Linked DNA regions of Mus musculus: regions 1, 2, 3, 4, 5 and 6 are each linked to region 7. Evidence: chromatin contacts called from public HiChIP or PLAC-seq and promoter capture Hi-C data. All regions are on one chromosome and are shown on one strand. The core of a region is the stretch at or near the end of the contact, and the rest is flanking DNA. Distances in the headings are between cores, read along the strand shown.

Region 1 (2,833 bases), core at 192-2,691, 480 kb after region 7:
AGGAATGGGCTGGCAATGGGGATTTCCCAGGAGGGACCCTTCCTTTTCCTGCAGGCAAGCAATGCTCTTGACCTGGCTTGCTTACCTAGGGTCATGCTCTTTGAATCCGTGGAATTGGAAAGATGGACAGAAATCAGGAGCTGTGCAGGAGAAGGGTTTGGGGCCCCGCTGGGAGGGAGCCCACCCCCTTCCCACAGGCTCCCAAATGGAAAGGGTGACACTCTGAACGTACTCCCGGGGGTCTACAAGGGAGCTCGTGGGAAGCTTCTGCAGGGTGATTTCTGGACTTGGGGACATCAGCCCTCTTCTGGTGTGTGCTGGCAGGGAGGCCCAGGCTGTGGCTGTCTGCTATCCCTTCCCCACTTTGGATACTTTTTGATAATATAAATATATCTGTATATTTTACCCTATGGTGCTGAGGCCTGTGATGGTTTGTGGGCACTGGTGTCCTAGGCTAAGGGTACAGTTGGCTGTGAAGCCCAGAGGTGAATGCTGGGGCTTTGAAGCCAGGAGCCTGAGTCTACCCTCTGCATGTTTACTGAGCTATTTACCCTCCACTGTCCTGGCAGAGGCCTGGCCTGGCCCTGTACCTACTGTGCCACTGTACAGCCAGGCTATGGAATTTCTGATTCAGGACAAGGCAGACCCCAGCTAGTCTGAGTCCCGGTCCCTGCAACCATCTGAGCTGGGGCCTAGATCTGTGTTAGTGACCCCGGCACAGCTACTCAGAGCCTCGTGCTGGAGACACGAGGCCACAGTGCATACCACAAGCTTTGGAGGACTGTGAAGGGGGCTTTACCCTGGGCACTATGCGTGTGCTTCCAGAGTGGAGTCTGCCTCTCACATCACAGGGCATCGCCTTCAGAGGGAAGTGCTGACCTACAGAGGTCACCAGCTACTCAAAGACAGACTGGAGACTTCTGGGAAAGTGCTAAGCTTCTGCCTTCTCTGGAGTCTCATTGCCACCCTATCTCAAAGGCTTAGTGAGCAGACTTGCTGGTGTCCTGTCCTTAGCCTCGAAAGGGGCAGAGCAGAGCTGGATAAGACTGGGGTACCTGTGCCATCTGTGACCCCCCCATCACCTATAAAGCTCTGAACCCCGGCTGTGCCTTCCTGTCAGTTCTTGATGCCACAGGTCCTAGCCATAGGCCTGGCACCTCAGTCCTGGCTTACCAAGTAGGTGGCCCCAGTGGGGACCTGGATGTACACCTGGACATGTGTCCTGGGTGTTTGCCAGGAGACAGCACACGATCCTTGAGCTCTACTAACCTGTTGCACAAGCTACGGTCCCCATCCCTTTGTCCTATCTTCAGGGAGCTGCTCCAAGCCAAATTATCATGTCCTCCAGGCAGGACATGGCTAGAGGGCTTATGTGCCCAAGAGCTGCTTCCTCCCTGAACTTGATCTACTGTCCACCAACCCCAGAGACCAAGGAAGAGGGTACAACTAGAGGTGCCCTCTGCTGGTCTGGCACTGTCATTACTCTGGTTTAGGGATTAGCCAGAGGGGAGCTGCATTTGGCCACTAGGGGGCAGTCATGGACCACTCATAGTTGCAAATTTTGAGCAGGGTCTGTGTAACACCTCCTAACCCTCCCTACACCTGCAACACTTCCTCCCTCCCTCCTCTCCTTCCCCTCCCAGTGATATTCCTGGATCTGGCTTTGTTCTTCTGCCAGCTGGACCACTCAGCCCTGCCTCTGGCCAGCAACTAGTGATGTGTTGTAAGACAGCACAGTAGAGGTGCTTTGCTTTGATCTCCTGGGCTCTAGGACATGAGAGGAGCCCTTCGCCCAATGCCTACAGAATGCAAACCTAAGCCTGAGCCTCTGCTCTCAGCTTTCCCTGCCTGACATTAGAGTCTCCTCAGCTTTCCTCCTGCTCTTAGCCTGTTCTCCCCTTTTGTGAGCGCTCCCCGTAGCCAGCACTATGTGACACTGTAGAGTGCTTTCCCTTGGCGTGAGGTCACATCCCTGCAGGATTGAGACTCAACCTTCGTGAAAAATACCTGTGACTACAGTGTTGGGGGGGGGGGGCAGAGCAGAAGGTTCTGTTGTCTCAAGGATTCCTAATACTGGAGCCAGTGCCAGAAGGGAGGGATGCACTTGGTACTTTAGGTTGCTTGGGATGGGAGGAGCCCAGAGTTAGGGGTGGGAGCCTGAAGGAGGAAGGACTTCCTGGAGGAGTGTGGTTGGGGGTGGGATTGGATGTTGGGGAGGAGAATAGGGAGGGAACTCTGAGAGAAAAGGCTGTAGTAGGGCACAGCCTGGGCACCGAGCATTGCTGGTGGAGTGTTGGGGAAAAGTGGGCAGGGTAGGATATGGGGCAGAAGAGGGCTGGGGTATCTGCCTTTCTCTCTTCTGGCTCCTTCATTTCAACCCTCCCACTCTGCATGATATCCAGCAGTGAGGACCCAGGAACCCTTGGCTCCAGGGAGCTCTGGGTACACAGGCTGTAGTGAGACAGGTGGGGGTAAAGCTGGACCCTGCTACCTCCGTACTAACCCTGGGGCTGGAGGGGGCATGGAACCTCTTTCCTACCCCCTGGCTCTTATTGCTGCCTGCCCACAGTTCTGTTTTGGAAAGCATAGATGGGTAGGCAGATATCCTTTATAGTCCACGTGGCTTTGACAGTTACTTAGATCTCTGATCGTCTGTGTGCTCTCTGTCCTTTGGAGCTAAGCTGCATCCCGATAGCCTCCTGGGAACACTGAATGAGCAGGCGCAGGTAAGTGTGAAGTGCCAGCCGTGCCCCTTGCTAGTCTTCCTAGATATATCCGCAGTGACATCTTTGTGACATACAGGAGAAGAGCTTGAGAGGTTCAGCCAGCACTT
Region 2 (2,700 bases), core at 58-2,557, 400 kb before region 7:
TATAAAGTAGAATTTTATCTTCTCTGATGACAGGTGAAAATCACCAGACATAGATATATGATAAATACACATATATGGTAAATACATATATAAGTACATATATGCTTGATGATCTATATGTATTTATCATAAATATGTGTGATGATCTTCACTTATCATAGTAAAGAACTAAGCTTCAAGGTTGGTCCCGGTGGCACACACTTGTCATTGCAACACTCGGAGAGCTAAGGCAGGAAAGCCACAAGCTTGAGGCCAGCCTGAACTACATATTCAAGGCTAGCTACTACACACAGTAGCTACTGCTACATAGTGAGACCCTATCCCCCCAAATACAAATAAAATACCCAAAACAAAACCAAAAATAGATACAAAACATAATAATGGTATGTGAAATGACAGATAATCAATAAAATGAGCTTTTCTCACAGAATTTAGGAAGGTTGATTGTGTGTGTGTGTGTGAGAGAGAGAGAGAGAGAGAGAGAGAGAGAGAGAATTCAATGGTCAGGAATGACACAGAATGCCATTCAGAGGTAAAAGAGGATTAGAGTTGTCTGGATATGGCTAGGTGCAATAACTCACTTTCCACCCTGAAGCCTAGAGAGATGGAAAGTTAAGAAAAGGGTCTCCAGGGAGCTTGTGTGCACTGTCAATGAAAGTGGGGAAGAGAAGGCAGGCAGAGTGAGGAAAGATCAATCCCTTGGCCCCTGCAAGATGGTTCCTGAGTAAAGTTGCCAGCCACCATACAACCTGAGTTCAAGACCAGGACCCACATGTTAGGACAGAATCAATTCTTGCTGTTCTCTGCTCTCCACACGTGTACCTCAACGCCACACATAAATACACAAATGTAAATAGAAAATGCCTCTTCCTTTCACTTCAGCAATTAGGGCATTCTAGATCCTAGTTATGGCATGGGACACACTGTGCATACATGTTTCTTTGTTTTACTTGGGAATGAAAAATGTCCCATTTGAAATTCCTTTTCTGGATCCTGTGCCCTTCAGCTTACTTGGCAACCCATGCGGTAACACTTCAGACATGGGTCCAGTCAGAGCTCTTGCTGATGAAAAGGCATAATGGCTACCCGCCTCCTCCGTCACTCTCAGGTGGCCTGGAGTCACCTGAGGGTGTGTACACAGTCTCTCAGAACGATCCAAGGTGCCTTCCCTAGGATCCGGTCTCCATTGGTCCGCTCCTTCCGCCCTTTCCCGGAAGAGGCGGGCTGAAGGCGGGCTCTACACGGAGAGTTCACCAATGGGAATTGCAGAGGGCTCTGTTCTTCCGCGTGTGTGCTCCCGCTGGGTCGGCTTCCTGCGGAGAGAACAGGGGGCGTCCTTATTGCCTACGAATCCCCGCGTCTGGGGCGGAACGCGCTCGCACGCTCTTCTGCACCTGCGGGTGAGCACTGCGCACGCATCCCTACACCGGATGCACAGTGGGGACGGCGGGAGTGCTCCTGAAACTGGGAGAGGTGCTTCAGGGGACTTGGATGCCTGTATTTCTCTCCTTCCTCTTCCTTGTCATGCCTTACTAGAAGGCCTTGCCAAGCTGTCAGGCATCTAGCCTGCCCTTATTTCTAAGCATGGGTTGAACTCATTTTATTCAAGGAGTACCGAGGACAACATGTATTGGACATATACTGCAGTGCTATTTACAAAGTCTACCTAGTGAATCTTAAAGCGATTTTATTTTGTGTGTGTGTGTGTGTGTGTGTGTGTGTGTGTATGATTTGTTGACGGCCCTACCTAATAATACAGGTCTCCAGGCAAAGACATTTACCCTTTTATTGTGCCTCCGTAGCGGTGAGGTTTATATAGAGAAGTGCTTAAATCGTCTTGTGACCTACCCCTTTTCCTCATGATAATAGTCTTAAACTCCTAACATGGGCTGCAAAGCTTTGCTGATCAATCATTTACTTATTTCTGCCAATTTTCATTTCCTGCTCTTCTGGTTTCTCCAGTTACTGAAGTGTTTTACGAGGCTGAGAATCAAATTCAATTTACTTTTCCACGTTGGACATTTGTACTACTACCAAACTACATTTTCAGCCCAGTCATCGAACTTGTGATTCCTCTCATGTGTCTACCTCTAGCCAGAAATAGTTTTCCCATGTTTGGCTAACTCATTCATCCTTGAGTTTCATCCTGGAAGTCAGGTTCTCTAGAAAGTCTTGACAGATTAGACCTGCCTCGTTTTCCCAGCTGTCTGTACATACTGTTGTAAACTTCCAGTTTACTTGCCTAGATTGTAAACTCCATGAGGGCAGGAATTGTCTCTAGCTTGGTCTTGTTTGTATACTCTTTTTTTTTTTTTTAAAGATTTATTTATTTATTATATGTAAAGTACACTGTAGCTGTCTTCAGACGTACCAGAAGAGGGCATCGGATCTCATTACGGGTGGTTGTGAGCCACCATGTGGTTGCTGGGATTTGAACTTCCGATCTTCGGAAGAGCAGTCGGGTGCTCTTACCCACTGAGCCATCTCACCAGCCCTTGTATACTCTTAATATAGTAGCCAACACACAACACAGTAACCACCTATTAATGAATAAGACAGAAAAGAGGCATTTAGCGCCTTTATACCCCGTCGTAACAAACTTTTTGCAAAGGTTGAAGTTATCTCTATTGAAGCCTTTCCTGAGTTCTCTCTTGCTGCATTCTGTAGGGTTCTCTCTTGCTGCATTCTGTAGGGTTCTGA
Region 3 (2,824 bases), core at 195-2,694, 420 kb after region 7:
TCTGACTGGCTCCTGTCATCACAGAAAGAAGGGGAGGGACTCACAGGTCAAAGACTAGGGCTGAAGGCCTCAGAACTGAGTTGAGGCAGTGTGAACTGGAGGAGAGAGAGAGGTGGGTACTGGAGGAGGGAGGGGGGTATGGACTGGAAGAGGGAGAGGTGTGGGTACTGGAGGAGGGGGAGGTGTGGGTACTGGAGGAGGGAGGGGGTGGGTACTGGAGGAGGGGGAGGGGTGTGTACTGGAGGAGGGAGAGGTGTGGGTACTGGAGGAGGGGGAGGGGTGGGTACTGGAGGAGGGGGAGGGGTGGGTACTGGTGAAGACACTTCCACTGCACTTAGTGTTAAAGACCTTAGGCTGGTCACAGGAATCGTGAGGTCCCCTGACCAAGTGTCAACCCTCACTTATGCCTAGCTGCTCTGAGATCTAGAGGGAAGCCTGGGCTGCCTCTGCTGTCCAAGGGATGCCGAGTCCCAGAGTTAGTCTTAGGCCCTGCTTTTCTCTGGTATTTTTGGCACCACAAGAACTTGGGGTCTGGAAAGAACTCAAGATCTGACCCTATTCACCTCTCCTGGAAAGCCCTGCCAGTGGAAAACCTTACTGGGCTAACAGTCAAGTGTTTCCCAGAGAACAGTTTCTGTGGAGAGGCCTGGACAGGACCCTGTCACCTGGAACATCCAGCCCTAGGTCTGCCCATAATGGCTTTGAGAACACCCTGAGAATGTCAGACTCTCATTTCCTAACCTATAACCTAGGGTGATAATTTTTACCCTTATGCAAGTGTGAGTTTTTTTTTTTTTTTAATTAATCAGAACAAATTGTTCACCACTGGACCAGGCATGTAATAGGCTCTGATTAAAGGGCATCTTCCTCCTTTCAGGGCAAAAGCCCCTTGACCCACCCTGCTGATGACTGTTCTTCCAAATATGCCCACTGTTCCTATGGAAAAATGGAAGCCCAGCTAAATTAAGGCCCCTGGTTTGGCTGGTCCCAGAGGCTAGCCTCAGGATCCAGAAATACCTGCCAAGTCTAGGGATTTCATCTCTCTGGGGAGGAGGTGAGAAGCTGCCAGACTCTGGTGGGCCTTTCCCAGCGCCTTCTGCAGGGAGATGCAGTCCTGGGGACAGAAGCAGAGTACTAAGAATGGTGCACAGGACTCCCAGGGAAGGTGGTTGTCCCGCCTCCAATGGTTGTGTGTGTGTCCTCTCCCAGAGGATAGACTCACCAGAACAGGGGTGTCGAGGCATGGAGACTCAAGGATCCGTGGAGTCTCAGCAGGGACAGGATAGACTAGACATGAGCCTCAAAGCCTTAGCAAGCTAAGGATAAAGGAGAGACACAAACCCGGCGGTCCGGTCTGCCTAGGGTATTGAAGATCCGGACTAGGCTGGGGGCGGGACCGGCCGGCTCCCTGCCCGTTCCCCGCCCTCACGTCCCCCGGTGTCACGTGGGGCGGGCGGAAGCGCCGAGCGAGGTGGGCGCGCCCGGACCGCTGCCGCGAGTTGGCTGCGGCCGCGTGTGACAGACGGTACCGGGACCCCGAGTCCCACCTCGTGGAGTTCTCTTCGCTCAAAACAGGTCAGTGAGGTTGCTGGGACCTCCCAATCGCCAGTTGTGGCTTGCACTGCCCCCATTCCTCAGAAGGGAATGGTGAGCCCCCCACCCCCACCCGCTCAATTTTCCCGGGGTCATCTGGTGCGCGCTCTTGCCTGGGGATGAAGTGAAGTGGGGTCGCCTCTGGAGGTGAAGTCATCTAGCCAGACTCGTAGGGACAGAGAAAGTGAGCTGGTGGACACCAGCTTTCAGCCGTCAGCTCTTCTGCTTTAGGGCTTGCAGGCTCCGGAGCCAGTAGCGTCAGGCAGCTTGGCTTTCCCACTTGAGAAATGAAGACTTCTACCTAGTCTACCCCGGACATTCTTACAGCCTCGCAAAGCTTTAGGACTTTAGCCGTGGACCTGAGGCTTTGGTACAGCCTCGCAAAGCTTTAGGACTTTAGCCCTGGACCTGAGGTGTTGGTAACCTTGGGCAAGCTACTTCCGTCCTCCGCACCTCAATTCCCCACCAGTTAATGGGGGCATGGTTTCTCTAGAGCTTACCTGGCCCAGTTGCCAGGAAAGAAGGGGTGTGTTCGTTGAATGGGGTCAGGCTGGGAATGGGTGGATGGGCTTAGAGCAGGTTTGCAGTGCAGCGGGGGATGGGGGCTTTTGGGGAGGAGGCGGGTAGGTGTTTGGACACAGATCTCCGTGGGTAGATTTGGGTGCTGGGTGATTAGGAGCCAGGTTGTCTGACTTATGTTTCTCTAAATTCAGTGTCTTAGGGAAAGCTTCCCTAATGCCTAGACTGGGGGTTCGGGATTCAGGGTTAGACTTGGGGATGCTCAGGTAAGGATTTGACTACTGTTGGGTCCAGGGGACCCTGATAACCTGTACTTGGAAAGTTGTGACTGTCCTGCTAAGGGAAGCCTAGGCTCCTAGCAGCGTCATTATAGGGTAGAAGAAATTCAGCAGAACCCAGAGACAGGCGTGGACAGGTGCAGACCTGGGGAGGAGAGGATGCCTGGATGAGCCTTGGTAGTTAAGTGGCTGTTTGCTAAGACTGGCTGCAAGGTGAGGGCAGAGCTTGTGCCGCACAGCAGGGATACTGATAACCTTCCGGAGGAGAGGCAAGGGATGTGGGTGTGGCTGTAAGGGGTGGCAAGGGAGGATGTGCAGAGAACCCATCCTTGGGATTTATACCTGGCTAAAGTTTATTTAGACCCCGGCCTGGGGACCCTGCTCCCCAGTGACCGTTTGCTCACTGGAATAGGGTACAAGTGAGATGTCCCAGG
Region 4 (2,711 bases), core at 132-2,631, 440 kb before region 7:
CACCACCAGCTATGTTGGGATCACTATCCACCCACCAGCTATGGGGTTTTGCCACTTGATAGTGAAGGTTTATTTTATCTAGTCTTGTTTAAAGTAAGCCAGCTGGCTAATAAAGCCACACTGGGTGTTCAGGATCCTTTCCTGGGTACGTTTTTAAGCACAAAACCCATGTTTTAGGGTGACATACTTCAGCTAACAAAACAAGTTAGCCAGTAGTGGAACCACAGAAGCCAAAAGGTAAGATCAGTACATTTAGAGATTTTTCCAGAACGATGGACATTGATGGTTCTGTCTGTGTGCTGAGTTTTACAGTTGAATGGTACTTCCATCATGGAGTCAGATGTGCTAAGGTCTGGGGTCCTATTAAGGTCTGGGGCCTCTCACACTTTCTTGTTCTGGAAAATAATGGTTAATGATGACCTGGAAAGATTATCGTTAGGTGCCTGCGCCGCCTACCTGATGCATAGTAATTGCTTTCCACAAACGTTCACCCAGCCCCCTCCTCCCACTGCACTTTCCACAGCAGCCCAAACCTACTTGAGCTTCTATTATAGTATATTCGGACCCCTGGTCCCCGGCTTCCTGCTCTTGGGCGCCTAATTCCTAGGCAAGCAAAAAGGGTTCCACGCCCTGATCTAATCTCTTAAAACTCCGGGGCTAAGGAGGATAAAAACAAAAGAAGAAACCGACGGAGAGTACCAAAGCTTGAACACAAATTGAGGCAAATTGAGACCTGCTTCCTACCCCCACAATGCACGTTAGTCCCCGACACAGGGCCCAAGTATTGCTTTCACGTCCCCCACTCCTACGTGGCCATTATCTCGCTGAGGTCCCGTCCACCTGCTGAGTTTGTCCTCGCTGGGCTGGAGTGCAACAGGCGAGGCTCTGCCCTGCCCTCTTCCTTGCGGGGCGCCAGCCTGGCTGCACTCGGTGCAGAGGGGAGGGGAGGCCAGGTGTTCTCGCCCCACTCCAGCCGTTAGGTGCCAGTGTCCCCCGGGACCTGACTGGGAGCGGCAGAAGGCGGGAACGCCAGCCTTGCCCCGTCACCACACCCGGGTTTGTTCCGGTCCCCGAAGCCCGCGCTCCGCCCGGTCCCCAGGTGCCTTGCAGGGAGGGGGAGGGGAGACTTGAAGGGGTAAGGGGTCGCGATCCAGAGCAGCTGGCCAGTCAGTCTGCCTGTCCTCACAAAGAGATTGTCTGCCCCGGGAATAGAAGGGGAAGATCTGAGACTGGAGCCTCTGGGGGGACCTAGGGGTTTCAGGCAACCACAGATGGAAACGCCTCCTCACCCGGGGGCGTGGGCCGCCCTGGCTCCGCCTCGTCACGCCACGCCCCGACCACGCCCTCTAGACTTAAGTTCTGTAGGCGCGGGTTCGCAGCTACTGTCAGTTCCGCCCTCGGTGTCGTCGGGTCGCCAGCTTCCTGGGCAGCCACCACTCTCCCGCCGTCGGACACAGCCTTCTGCACTCCTGTGTTCTCCTGCGGTCCGGTGAGCGTGCCCCATCCCTTCGCTGGCCGCACCTGCTCTCTCCCACTCCATCTGTCTTTTCTCTTTCTTTTCCCTTCCCTGGAGTCCTAATTTGCCCTCTCTAGGTTTCTTTCCTCCTAAATACGCCCTTTGTTATTTGCCTCTGACGTCCAGTTGGTCGAAGGTTAAAACCTTCATCTCTTTACTTCTTCCCCTCAGCCTCGATGTTCCCAGCCTGACCCGGGCGGGGTGGGGGAAGGGGCTTTCACGTCAGCGAAGATCAGAATGACTGTCACCAGGAGGCTCTGGGCCATGTGCCCTAAAGCCTGTTCTTGTATCAAGGGTTGTTTGTGCCTGGAGGAGCCTTGGAGTTTGTTTGGCCTTTGTTACACTATCTTATGTGGCTGCCTGCCGGAGGTGGAAGTAGGGACACAGGGAGACTGGACCTGCCTTATCCTGATTCAACACAAATAGATATAATGCTCCACTCAACAGTTTTGTGACTGTATCCCCCAGGCACAGCACAGCTGCCTGTCTACATAACTGTCTGAGAAACAAATTTGGAAGTGAGCCAACGTGTGGGAGTAAAGACTCCTGAGTTCTTCCCCTAGACCCTGGCTGCTCTGAGTGAGAACTGAGCCTTGCATGGGTCCCTCCCAGCAAGGCTGTCTGAAAGGACTTGTGTGACAGATGACCCTTCCTTGCAGGGCGGTGGTCCTGCAAAGACAATCTTCCTTTCTAAACTTGGCTTCCTTCCTCTCCCCCACAGGACACAATAGTATGAACTTTAAGTGTTTCGTCTCCCAGCCATTTTCTATGGAAAATCGAGGGGATCGGGCCATGGTAGCCACCGGCAGCTTTGAAGAACGAGACACCTTTAGAGAAGCTTGACCTTGGAGGCCTCAGCCTGAGACCTCAAAGCAGCCTCCAGGTAAGGAGTCCCGGCTAAGGAAGCCTTCTCTCAGGCCTGGGGCCTAGGGCTGCTCAGCAAGACAATAAAAATTCCCCTCCTCCCACCCTGATGAGAGCCTCTTCACAGCTCAGCAATCCCCTTCTTCATCCCTGATCACCTTCTGGCCCGTAAAGATGGCGGACCCCAGTGTATAAGGGGAGAACCTGAGTGGGGTGGGGACTGGTTCCAGGTGGCCTTGGCAGTCAACAGCAGAGCTGGGGCAGAAGCTTATGGTGTGTGTGTGTGTGTGTGTGTGTGTGTGTGTGTGTGTGTTATGGTGTGTGTGTATGT
Region 5 (2,770 bases), core at 27-2,526, 460 kb before region 7:
TGTAGCCCCAGCCCCCACATGGTTCCCACAGTCCTGCCCATGTCCAGATTAATAGTTCCAGACTGAGCTCAAAGCAGTGAGCAGGTCCTGGTCCAAGAAACAGGATAGACAGTCTAGATGTCACAGCACCCACCCTGCCATGGCGCTGCGCTCAAGTTCCAAAATGTCCTCTACCTTCTCTGTCCTACTTATCTCCTCTCCCCTCTCCTTTTAGTTTCCCTTCTATGCCACCTGGCTCCCAACTTCAGCTGTGCCCACCCAGTCTTTAACCTCAGCGCCTGCAGATGGACCAGCCTACGGTGGTTGCTGCAAGGGATTCTGCTCACCCTGCCCCATCTCCGGTCCCAGCATGTCCATGTCATGAGGAATCAGGATTGCAGCTGATAGACCCAAAGTGTGGTATAGGTTACAGGCAAGTCAGGCCTGCAGTGACCTAGCTGTCTGTCCTTGACAGTCAGTTTTCTGTGTAAAGTAAGCATTGACACATGAGGGCTCTACACAGTACGTCAGTGTCTACCGGTACAGTGCAGTGTGTTAACACCACTGTGAAAGAAACCAGCCACAAGAGGCTATACATTCTATATAATCCTACTCAAACAAAGCATCTAGAACAAGCAAATTAAGAAGCAGAATAAAGACGAGTGGTTGCCTGAAGCTGGGGGAAGGGAAAGGGGGTGACTTGTTCTGTTTTTGTCTTTGAGCCATGATGAAAGTGTTCTGAACTAGCATGTAGTAGTTGATCAACCAGACTGTACTAAACACTATTGTGTGCTCTATGTGGGCAAATCACATGCTGTGTACAATACATCTGTTGTCCTTTGTTTTTAAATTTAGGATCCTGCTTCCTAGAGATGTGGGAAATAGAAGCGCTGTGCCTGAAATATCAAGCATATCTTGGCACCAAGATGTCCTCTACCTTCTCTGCCCCGTCTTCTCCTCTCCCCTCTTGAGAATGTCAGGCCTCTAAGAAGTGACACCTGTAACCATTGTATAGGATCCTGGAGAGCCCCTGTCCTAAGAGACCTTGTCCTTTGGGCTCTCAAAGGTGACAAATGCTGTCACACACCTCCTGGCCACCAAGGTAGCTCTCCTCTTGAAAGCTCAAAGGAGCCACATTAAAGAGCCCCAGGTCACGGAAGCTAAACCAGATCTGGAACTCACTGGTCCCCTCCCCGCAGCCTGCCTCTTGTCAAGTGATCAGACTGTCAACTAGCTTCTCAGAATTAGGTTTCAGGTCAGCTGGTGCACAGGGCCAGTGCCGAGCCAGGGACAGCAGAGACAACAGTGAATGGTGAGGCCCGGCCGTCAGATCCTGCTGCTACCTAATGGAGTGGAGCCTTAGGGTGGCCCTGCACTACCCAACCTTGGCTAGACGCACAGGTAAGACCCCATACTCTGCTCTCCTCTCCCTTTTTCCCTTCCATGGATGCTCACAGCCAGGAGCTTGCTGGGATCACTCAGCACTGCGTGAGAGACCGAGAGTGAGCCGGTCTAGCTCCCACCTAGTAAAGATGAAGGAACTGCAGGCCTGGGGAGGGCCTTGACTTCCACATCTATGTGACTCCTCACAACTCCCGTGTTTTGCTGACTCCTCTGCTGGGATCTTACAAATGCCAGATGAAAAGTGTCCCTCTCCTTTGGCCCAGGATCCCCACGGAGCACAAAGCCCTCTCCAGCAAGGATCCTGGGGCCCTTCCTGGGTAGAGATGATGAGGGCACCTCTGGCCTGAAGCCTGGTCTAGAGCCCGTGGTCACTCTGTCTAGTGGCATCCTTGATGCGGATGTATTGTTGGAGAGAGTTGGGTTGGCCCTATAGGCTAGAGTACCTCATGTTGTGGGTACCCCAGTAGAGCTACAGGGTGAGGATTGTTCTCAACTTCCACTTCCAGCTGGGGGCATCAGACCGATAATAACCGAGGTGCGCCAAGGAGGAGGTTGGGAAGCTCAGACCTCAGGGCGTTCCCTACTGCGCCAGGCATTGTAGCCTCACCCACATACTCAAGTCTGTCTGCTCATCCTTTCTCTTTCTGATGGATGGTTTGGGGGCACTCCTTCAAAACTTGGGTACACACAATTGCAAGCTCTTAACCAAGTTCGTGCTTCAGTGTCTCTTGAGAGCACCTTTCCAGCAGTATCCTCAGTGGTGTTAGAGCCCCAAGGCTCCCTTCTCATCTATTCTTGCTGCCTGCACCAGCATGCTCTGACGGCCCAGGCCCCCACCCACCCTGGACTAAGTGTAACCTTGGCATTCGCAGCCTTCTACCAAAGGGCCCTGAGATCATCTTTGACCTCATTTCCTGTCTCCTCATTTTGGCACGATGGTCTGACTTAAGACCTTCCCTATAACAGTTTTCACAGAGGAGGGTAAGTTGATCTTGTCCCTGCCTGGAGGCTCCGACAGAGCCAGAAGAGTCACTGATAATGGGGCAGCGCTACAAGACAGTAGGGTCAGAAGTAGCAGAGGACAAAGTGGGTACAAGAGGGAAGCCCGGATTGACAGGGAAGCAAAAACTCCAGGGACACGCCTGGCCTCCGTGGGGAGAAAATTCCATTCCGTGCCTTCTGCAGGACCTGACTCAGCACCAACATCACCTGAGGTTCCCTCCAGCAGAAAGGACTCAGAAGTCAGTCCCTGACAGCAGCCATACCCAGGTCCTTTGCCTGTCTAACCTCAGTGTTTCTCTCCAAAGCAGAGCAGAACACAGGATGGTTCTGCTAGTGCCTGAGTGGTCCCCAGACAGGCTTTGAAGAAGGGAATTCTAGAGAACTT
Region 6 (2,893 bases), core at 140-2,639, 350 kb before region 7:
TTTCTTTTTCTTTTACTTTTTGAGGTCAGGTTTCAAGTAGCTTAGGTTGGTTGGCTTCAAACTAAATCTATAATCACAGCTGTCCTTGAACTCCTGATCCTCCTACCTCTGCCTCCCAAGTTCTATGATTAAAGACACTACCCCAATTCCTGGCTTTGTTAGATGATGGCCTTAGTGCCAGGTTTCCATGGATTCTTCTGCACTATTGCAAATTATATTCCTTGCATACTGATCTTCTCTTCCTTCCTTGGAAAGAAGATAAATAGAACCAGAGAATAGAATGGAATGTTGAAGTTTATTTCTATTATCTTTGCAGCAGACCTGTTATCACAAATTGGCTAAAGAGAACTAGTGGGTCCCTTCATGAAGGATGGGATGAGAAACTCAAATTTAGAGACATTCAAGGGTAGTCCCACATCCAAAAATGGCAATGACCATATTGATTTATACATACATTATGGTGATAAAGTCTCTATAATTAATGCCTGGAATAAAACCCCAATACGAAGAGAACAGGAACAACAACAACCTAAGCAATATGACACAAGTGGAAAAGACCAACTGAGATCTGGTAACTTTGTTAAGGGAAGAGAAAAACAAGGACCAGATTTAAGAATGGTAGTGTGGCTTGGGGTAGTGATGCGTACTTGTTATCCAAGCACTGGGGGGAACTGATGCAGGAGACTTGTGTCATGAGCAGTCTGGGCTACATGATGAGACCTCGTCTCATAAAAGGAAAGAAGGCTCACCTGGTTCTGCAATAGTCTCTTAATATTTTGGAAGCCAAGAGTAACAAAACGAAATGGTTGGTTCGCTCGGTTTTATGAAATGCTCTCAAATAAGATTTTGTAAGCAAAAGTGTAATTTATCATTATTGTATTCCTCTTATCACCGAGTAACTTCATTCACATCCCAACCACTTCAGCGAGGATTCTCTTAAAAGATGATTAAATGTAAAAAGTAGATGACCTGCCCAAGGTCAGACAATTTAAGGGGACGATATTCCGTGTGTGGGGACTCTCCCTTTCCTAGGCACGAGGCAGCGAGGGTGACAAGTGGAGGGGGCGTGGCACGAGACTGGCAAGCTCGCCCTGGGCCGGGGAAAGAATTGACAGTGAGGCGCCGCAGGGACTGCTGGGAAAGGCCTGTTCGCAGAGTCCTAGGCCTAAACGTCCGCACGCAAACACCTTCCAGCTCTGCTTTCCCTTCCGCTTTCCTCAGCTCCCTACGTGCGTGGAATCTGCGTTACCTTTCCCAGGGTTCCGCTCATTCTCGACCACAGCGGCTTCTGAGCAAACCGAAGATCCACCCTAGCAATCACGACCCCAGGCGTCTGGAAACAGGGCCGGAAAGGTCTTCATCACGTCCGTCCACCAAATCCTACCGAGACGCTTTCTGCTCACGCAGCATCTTGGTTCCGGAAGTTTTTAAAACCCAAGGGATAAAACTCTCCCCAGATTCCACCCTCACCCCAGCTCCTGTCACCTTCCCTGTGATTTCTCTGGGCAGTATGGATTGCCGTCTTTGTTACCGAGTGCTTTTCACATAATTTTGGTATCTCACCTATGAGACTACATATTATTTAATGTCTCTCTTCTCTATTTTGATTGAATTCCTTTAGGACACAGATCCTGTCTGGTTAATTTATTCCAGCGTCTCGTATGCAAATCTTGACTTGTTACCTCGACTTTGGAGCTGATTAACCCCAGGTGAACTTTCCTAGCGTTCCATATCCTCATAGTAATTAAGAATAATTATCTTTTATTGAGAGGCCATGATGTGCAATACTTTTCGTTCAGTAGCTCACAGTTTTTTTTTTCTTTTTTTGTTTTTGTTTGCTTGTTTGTTTGTTTTGGTTTGGTTTTTTGAGACAGGGTTTCTCTGTAGCCCTGGCTGTCCTGGAACTCACTTTGTAGACCAGGCTGGCCTCGAACTCAGAAATCAGCCTGCCTCTGCCTCCCAAGTGCTGGGATTAAAGGCATGCACCACCAAGCCTGGCTTCTTCTTCTTCTTCTTTTTTTTTTTTTATTAGATATTTTCTTTATATACATTTCAAATTTCAAATCTATCCTGAAAGTTCCCTATACCCTCTCCCCGACCTGCTCCCCTACCCACCCACTCCCACTTCTTGGCCCTGGCATTCCCCTGTACTAGGGCATATAAAGTTTGCAATACCAAAGGACCTCTCTTCCCAGTGATGGTCAACTAGGTCATCTTCTGCTACATATGCAGCTAGAGACACGAGCTCTGAGGGTACTGGTCAGTTCATATTGTTGTTCCACCTATAAGGTTGCAGACCTTCAGCTCCTTGGGTGCTTTCTCTAGCTTCTTCATTGGGGGCCCTGTGTTCCATCGTATAGATGACTGTGAGTATCCACTTCTGTATTTGCCAGGCACTGACATAGCCTCATATGAGACCAGGGTCCCTTCATCAAAATCTTGCTGGCATATTCAGTAGCTCGCTTTATTCCTCACAAGCCTCCCGGAGAGAAACTGCTCGATTTTACAGACAAAGGTCTCTCAGGGTAGACCAGGCTGGCTCTGAATTTGTATTTGCCTCCAAGGTGCTTTGATAACAAGCTTAGGCCACTACACTCAGCTACCAACTATTTAATTAGCAATACCTTTTGCCAGTCCTTTGATGGAATCCTGGGAACACAAAAATGAATAGCTTGTGGTTCCTGCCCTTAAATGGCACATTTAAATCATTACAGAGCAATAAGAAATTCATGTCACCAAGATAGGCATATAAACTCTGTGTACAGAGGGAGTACCTGAGGCATACAATAAAGTCAGCATTGGGTGAAATAACGAATGTGCAACGGTTACTTTATTTTGCTACTGTTGCTGTTTTTAACACAGAAAAAGTGTCAAAACTAGTAAATAAGGGCTG
Region 7 (2,861 bases), core at 227-2,726:
CTCTCTTGGGGACCTGGGAGGCATGGCTGTGTACCAGTACCCCACTCATCCATTGAGGTTCTTGGAGACGTCGGAGGTTCGGGGCTCCCGACACCCCCCGCTGATCCCAAGCCTCCCGGATTTAGCTCGTCACTGTCCTGGCTGCAGCCGTGAACCAACTGAGAGCGTCCAGGCCGGAGACCTCTCCCTCTCCAGCGACGGCCATCCTCACCATTTGGGTCCTCGTCACTGCCCGAAGAGTGGCCGCCGAGGTAGGCCGGACTCTGAGGCCCAAGCTGCGACTGCGGTCCCTCCTCTTCCTCCTCGCTGGAACTAGCAGCCCGGCTGCGGCTGACAGGATAGGAGGAGGCAATGGAGGAGGAGGAGGAGGCCCGGGCCCCGGCCTGCGGTTGGGAGAAGCTATGCCAAGAATGTAAACCATCCGCCGGACGCTGCGCCCGCTCCTGTTGCTGGTGCTGCCGACGTCGCCTCCCCTCGATCCCGGGCCCGGACAGCGGCCGCGCAGAACGCAGGCCAGCCAGAGGAAAGCACGTTCGAGGAGGTGGCGTCGGAGGTTGCCGGGGATCGCGAGTTGGGGGCTCCCACGAAACTCTGTCGGGGCTGGTCGACCCCAGGGCCTCAGAGTCCATACTGGGTCGTCTGGAGCTCGGACCGCCGAAGAGTTTGCGCATCTCTGTGACGCTGGGCCAGGCCCCACGTTCAGAGCCTTCCGCAGCTTCTTCTGTGGTGCCGGAGGAGCAGCCCCCGTCCCGGGTACCAGTGGAGTCGTCGTCCAGACCCGCCGCGTCGAAGCGCCGGGAGAGCTGGCGCACCGATGGCGAGAGGCTGCGGAGCGGGCGCGGCTGCGCGGGGGCGGCCGGGGGCCCCGACGCCAGCTTGGACACGCGCCGGGAGGGCTGGCCCGGGACTGCCGCGGCTGGCCGGCACGAAGCTCGGCGCCGCAACCCAGGGGTGTCCGCGTCCTCCTCCCTCGGCCCCGGTCCGCCGCTCCAGCGCTCCAGCAGTTTAAACGAGACGCTGCGATAAAGTGGGGGTCGAGGTGACCCGTCCGCCATGGTTGGTGCTAGTCACTCCGGGGGGGCTGGCCTCGGGACGCCGCGGCCAACCCCCCCTGCACTCCCACTCCGAGGGCGCGCAGTGGCCACGGTCCGAGAGCCTGGGTCCTGCACCCGCAGCGTGCGGCGGCTGTGGAGGAGGGTGCGGAGACGTGAGCAGAGGTTTATCAGTCGAAGATCAAGTTTCCGCGGCTACAAAAGGCAGGAGTTCCATCCTGGGCGGCCCCTCTCGCCCCTGCGGCGACCCCAGGCCCAGCCTTAGCCTCTGCGGGAGAGGCCAGGGACATCGCGGTCCTGCCGGTGAGGGGCCTAAGGCTCGGTTCCTGCACTCAAAGTCCGCCTGCCAAGCCCGGCGGCCCGCCTGCCTCCCCTCGAGCTCCCGCTCCAGCTCCCTTTCCCTCCCTCTAAGCAGCTAGCTCTCTGCTCCCTTTTGTTGCAAATAAACTTTGAGGCAGAGGAAAGGGGGCGGGGGGCGGGGCCTGGCGCCCAAAAGAGGGGGTGGGCTCCGGGAGCGCGCGAGGCTGGGAACACTGTGGGGGGAGGGAATCGGGGAGGAGCCGAAGGAGAAACAGGATGCTAGGACTTTTGTAGACCAAAACGACCCTCTAGGGGAGTCGGCTGCGAAAGCCGCGGGCTGATCCTCCCTGGGGACTCCTTCAGATACCCACAGGAGCTGAGAGTGGACAGCTCTGCATAAAGTAGTCCCCGCTTTCACGCGGGAACCTCTGCCGCAGGGGCTCCAACATGGCAACCCAAGACCCAAAAACTCAGGTACACACCGAAACTCAGGTACACGCAGAAACTCTCCTGGCCGGAAAAGAGGTGGGGCCCAGGGAGACGTAGGTGGGGCAGGCCCACCGGAGCGCTTGTGGTTCCCCACCTTGCTCAGACCACGCCCCGTACTCATCCTTCAGTGGCGAATCCCGCCGCACCACGCCCATGTCCCGCCCCTCACTCTCCCAAACGCTCCACCTATCTCCCACCTCCCTCTGGTTTGTCCCTCGCTGACTGTCCCTTAACCCACCCAATGCTGCTTTAGCAGTCCCACCACTCAGGACTATTACACACAACTTCCCCCGCCATTTTTCCAGTTGCCACGCCCCCTGCCCTCTAAGGCCTGGCGTCCTCTAATCTCTAAGACTCCGCTCCCCACGTCTTTCTGCGGTCGGGGTACGTTGCTCTTGCGCCCTCTGCGGGCAAGATTCTCCGCTTTCTCCAAACTCCGTAGAGATAAAACTTCATCTTCCCACAACCAACCATAGAAGGGTTAGGAAGGTTTCACTTGCTTACAGGCGTTTCCTGCCCCCTTTGGCAAGCACTCTGCCCTTTCTTTGGCCTCCTGCACAAAAGGTGTTTGCACGGGAACGCCCTCAACTTCCCTCCGCCAAACCTATACTCCTACCTGTGGGTGCTCCACCCTCCAGACCAGGAAGGTGTCTCTCCCGCTGCAACAATGATCTACCCTAGACCTCCCCTCCCGCTCCTGCTGCAGTCTAGCAAGTCTAAAATTGTTCTGGTTACTGGGATGTCAACTTCGCACCTCTGTTAGGTCCCTTTTTGCCCAGAGGCTTTAAATGTAGGACTCCACACCTAAATGAATGAAAATATATGGACTGCCTAGGACGTACGGGTAACATTTTAAGTATTTTATTTAATCCTTAGGCCACCCTTGGGGATAGATGTTATTAGAGAAGTCACAATAGCCATTGCAGAAGTCAGAGGGAAAGGATAGCTCTAGGTGTGGCTCAAATCCAGACTTTAAAGTTGTCAATCATCACGGTTTTTTTTAGAGATTTTGATGAAGAA

What was found. Promoter capture Hi-C pulls out the DNA fragments that hold promoters and counts their contacts. HiChIP or PLAC-seq counts read pairs in DNA pulled down with a chosen protein or histone mark.
Region 1: a contact with region 7 is called in a promoter capture Hi-C map of pre-B cells, with 10 times the contacts expected there. The contact joins the enhancer-like site here to the promoter of Arhgef17 in region 7. A contact is called at or near these places in 14 of 39 promoter capture datasets (the 3T3-L1 cell line, the C10 cell line, the HPC-7 cell line and 7 more), 5 of 15 datasets of contacts at CTCF or cohesin (the NIH/3T3 cell line, embryonic stem cells, large pre-B cells and 2 more), 4 of 484 Hi-C or Micro-C datasets (the C10 cell line, the HPC-7 cell line, LSK cells and 1 more), 11 of 115 datasets of contacts at active chromatin or transcription factors (the HPC-7 cell line, Th17 cells, embryonic forebrain and 7 more) and 1 of 9 other capture datasets (liver).
Region 2: a FOXA1 HiChIP or PLAC-seq map of pancreatic cancer cells shows a contact between it and region 7. The contact joins the promoter of Coa4 here to the promoter of Arhgef17 in region 7. A contact is called at or near these places in 3 of 39 promoter capture datasets (embryonic stem cells, liver and pre-B cells), 3 of 484 Hi-C or Micro-C datasets (embryonic stem cells and pro-B cells) and 4 of 115 datasets of contacts at active chromatin or transcription factors (bone marrow-derived dendritic cells, embryonic midbrain, large pre-B cells and 1 more).
Region 3: an HNF4G HiChIP or PLAC-seq map of pancreatic cancer cells shows a contact between it and region 7. The contact joins the promoter of Arap1 here to the promoter of Arhgef17 in region 7. A contact is called at or near these places in 8 of 39 promoter capture datasets (the 3T3-L1 cell line, the C10 cell line, cranial neural crest and 5 more), 1 of 484 Hi-C or Micro-C datasets (bone marrow-derived macrophages), 16 of 115 datasets of contacts at active chromatin or transcription factors (T-cell acute lymphoblastic leukemia, embryonic basal ganglia, embryonic forebrain and 10 more) and 2 of 9 other capture datasets (adipose tissue and embryonic stem cells).
Region 4: a contact with region 7 is called in an H3K4me3 HiChIP or PLAC-seq map of embryonic stem cells, with 6 times the contacts expected there. The contact joins the promoter of Ucp2 here to the promoter of Arhgef17 in region 7. A contact is called at or near these places in 2 of 484 Hi-C or Micro-C datasets (both in embryonic stem cells), 4 of 115 datasets of contacts at active chromatin or transcription factors (DN3 thymocytes, astrocytes, embryonic stem cells and 1 more) and 2 of 9 other capture datasets (adipose tissue and liver).
Region 5: a contact with region 7 is called in a FOXA1 HiChIP or PLAC-seq map of pancreatic cancer cells. The contact joins the promoter of Ucp3 here to the promoter of Arhgef17 in region 7. A contact is called at or near these places in 6 of 39 promoter capture datasets (the 3T3-L1 cell line, hippocampal neurons, liver and 2 more), 1 of 115 datasets of contacts at active chromatin or transcription factors (pancreatic cancer cells) and 1 of 9 other capture datasets (liver).
Region 6: an HNF4G HiChIP or PLAC-seq map of pancreatic cancer cells shows a contact between it and region 7. The contact joins the promoter of Mrpl48 here to the promoter of Arhgef17 in region 7.

Annotation. Positions count from the first base shown.
Region 1 is chr7:101,411,485-101,414,317 of GRCm38.p6, forward strand. It overlaps Arap1 (ArfGAP with RhoGAP domain, ankyrin repeat and PH domain 1), which reads left to right. Exons shown (of 34, transcript NM_001040111.1): 34 at 1-1,102. Among named protein-coding and RNA genes, the nearest start is that of Pde2a, 38 kb to the right of the region's middle. Within about 2 kb of position 1,442, at least 27 of the 459 cell types and tissues checked have an H3K27ac peak or open chromatin away from gene starts, as enhancers often do.
Region 2 is chr7:100,535,793-100,538,492 of GRCm38.p6, forward strand. Coa4 (cytochrome c oxidase assembly factor 4) reads left to right here and starts at 1,308. Exons shown (of 2, transcript NM_183270.2): 1 at 1,308-1,400. Gm39058 (a long non-coding RNA gene) reads right to left here and starts at 1,327. Exons shown (of 2, transcript XR_869836.2): 1 at 1,012-1,327.
Region 3 is chr7:101,346,625-101,349,448 of GRCm38.p6, forward strand. It overlaps Arap1 (ArfGAP with RhoGAP domain, ankyrin repeat and PH domain 1), which reads left to right and starts at 1,445. Exons shown (of 34, transcript NM_001040111.1): 1 at 1,445-1,575. Gm35219 (a long non-coding RNA gene) reads right to left here. Exons shown (of 5, transcript XR_003946844.1): 3 at 1,223-2,824; 4 at 1,018-1,114; 5 at 297-936. It overlaps Stard10 (START domain containing 10), which reads left to right. Exons shown (of 7, transcript NM_019990.5): 7 at 1-2.
Region 4 is chr7:100,491,977-100,494,687 of GRCm38.p6, forward strand. It overlaps Ucp2 (uncoupling protein 2 (mitochondrial, proton carrier)), which reads left to right and starts at 1,382. Exons shown (of 8, transcript NM_011671.5): 1 at 1,382-1,489; 2 at 2,238-2,399.
Region 5 is chr7:100,471,715-100,474,484 of GRCm38.p6, forward strand. Ucp3 (uncoupling protein 3 (mitochondrial, proton carrier)) reads left to right here and starts at 1,277. Exons shown (of 7, transcript NM_009464.3): 1 at 1,277-1,380.
Region 6 is chr7:100,581,741-100,584,633 of GRCm38.p6, forward strand. It overlaps Mrpl48 (mitochondrial ribosomal protein L48), which reads right to left and starts at 1,390. Exons shown (of 8, transcript NM_198831.3): 1 at 1,250-1,390. The coding sequence starts at 1,270.
Region 7 is chr7:100,930,685-100,933,545 of GRCm38.p6, forward strand. It overlaps Arhgef17 (Rho guanine nucleotide exchange factor (GEF) 17), which reads right to left and starts at 1,477. Exons shown (of 21, transcript NM_001081116.1): 1 at 1-1,477. The coding sequence starts at 1,055.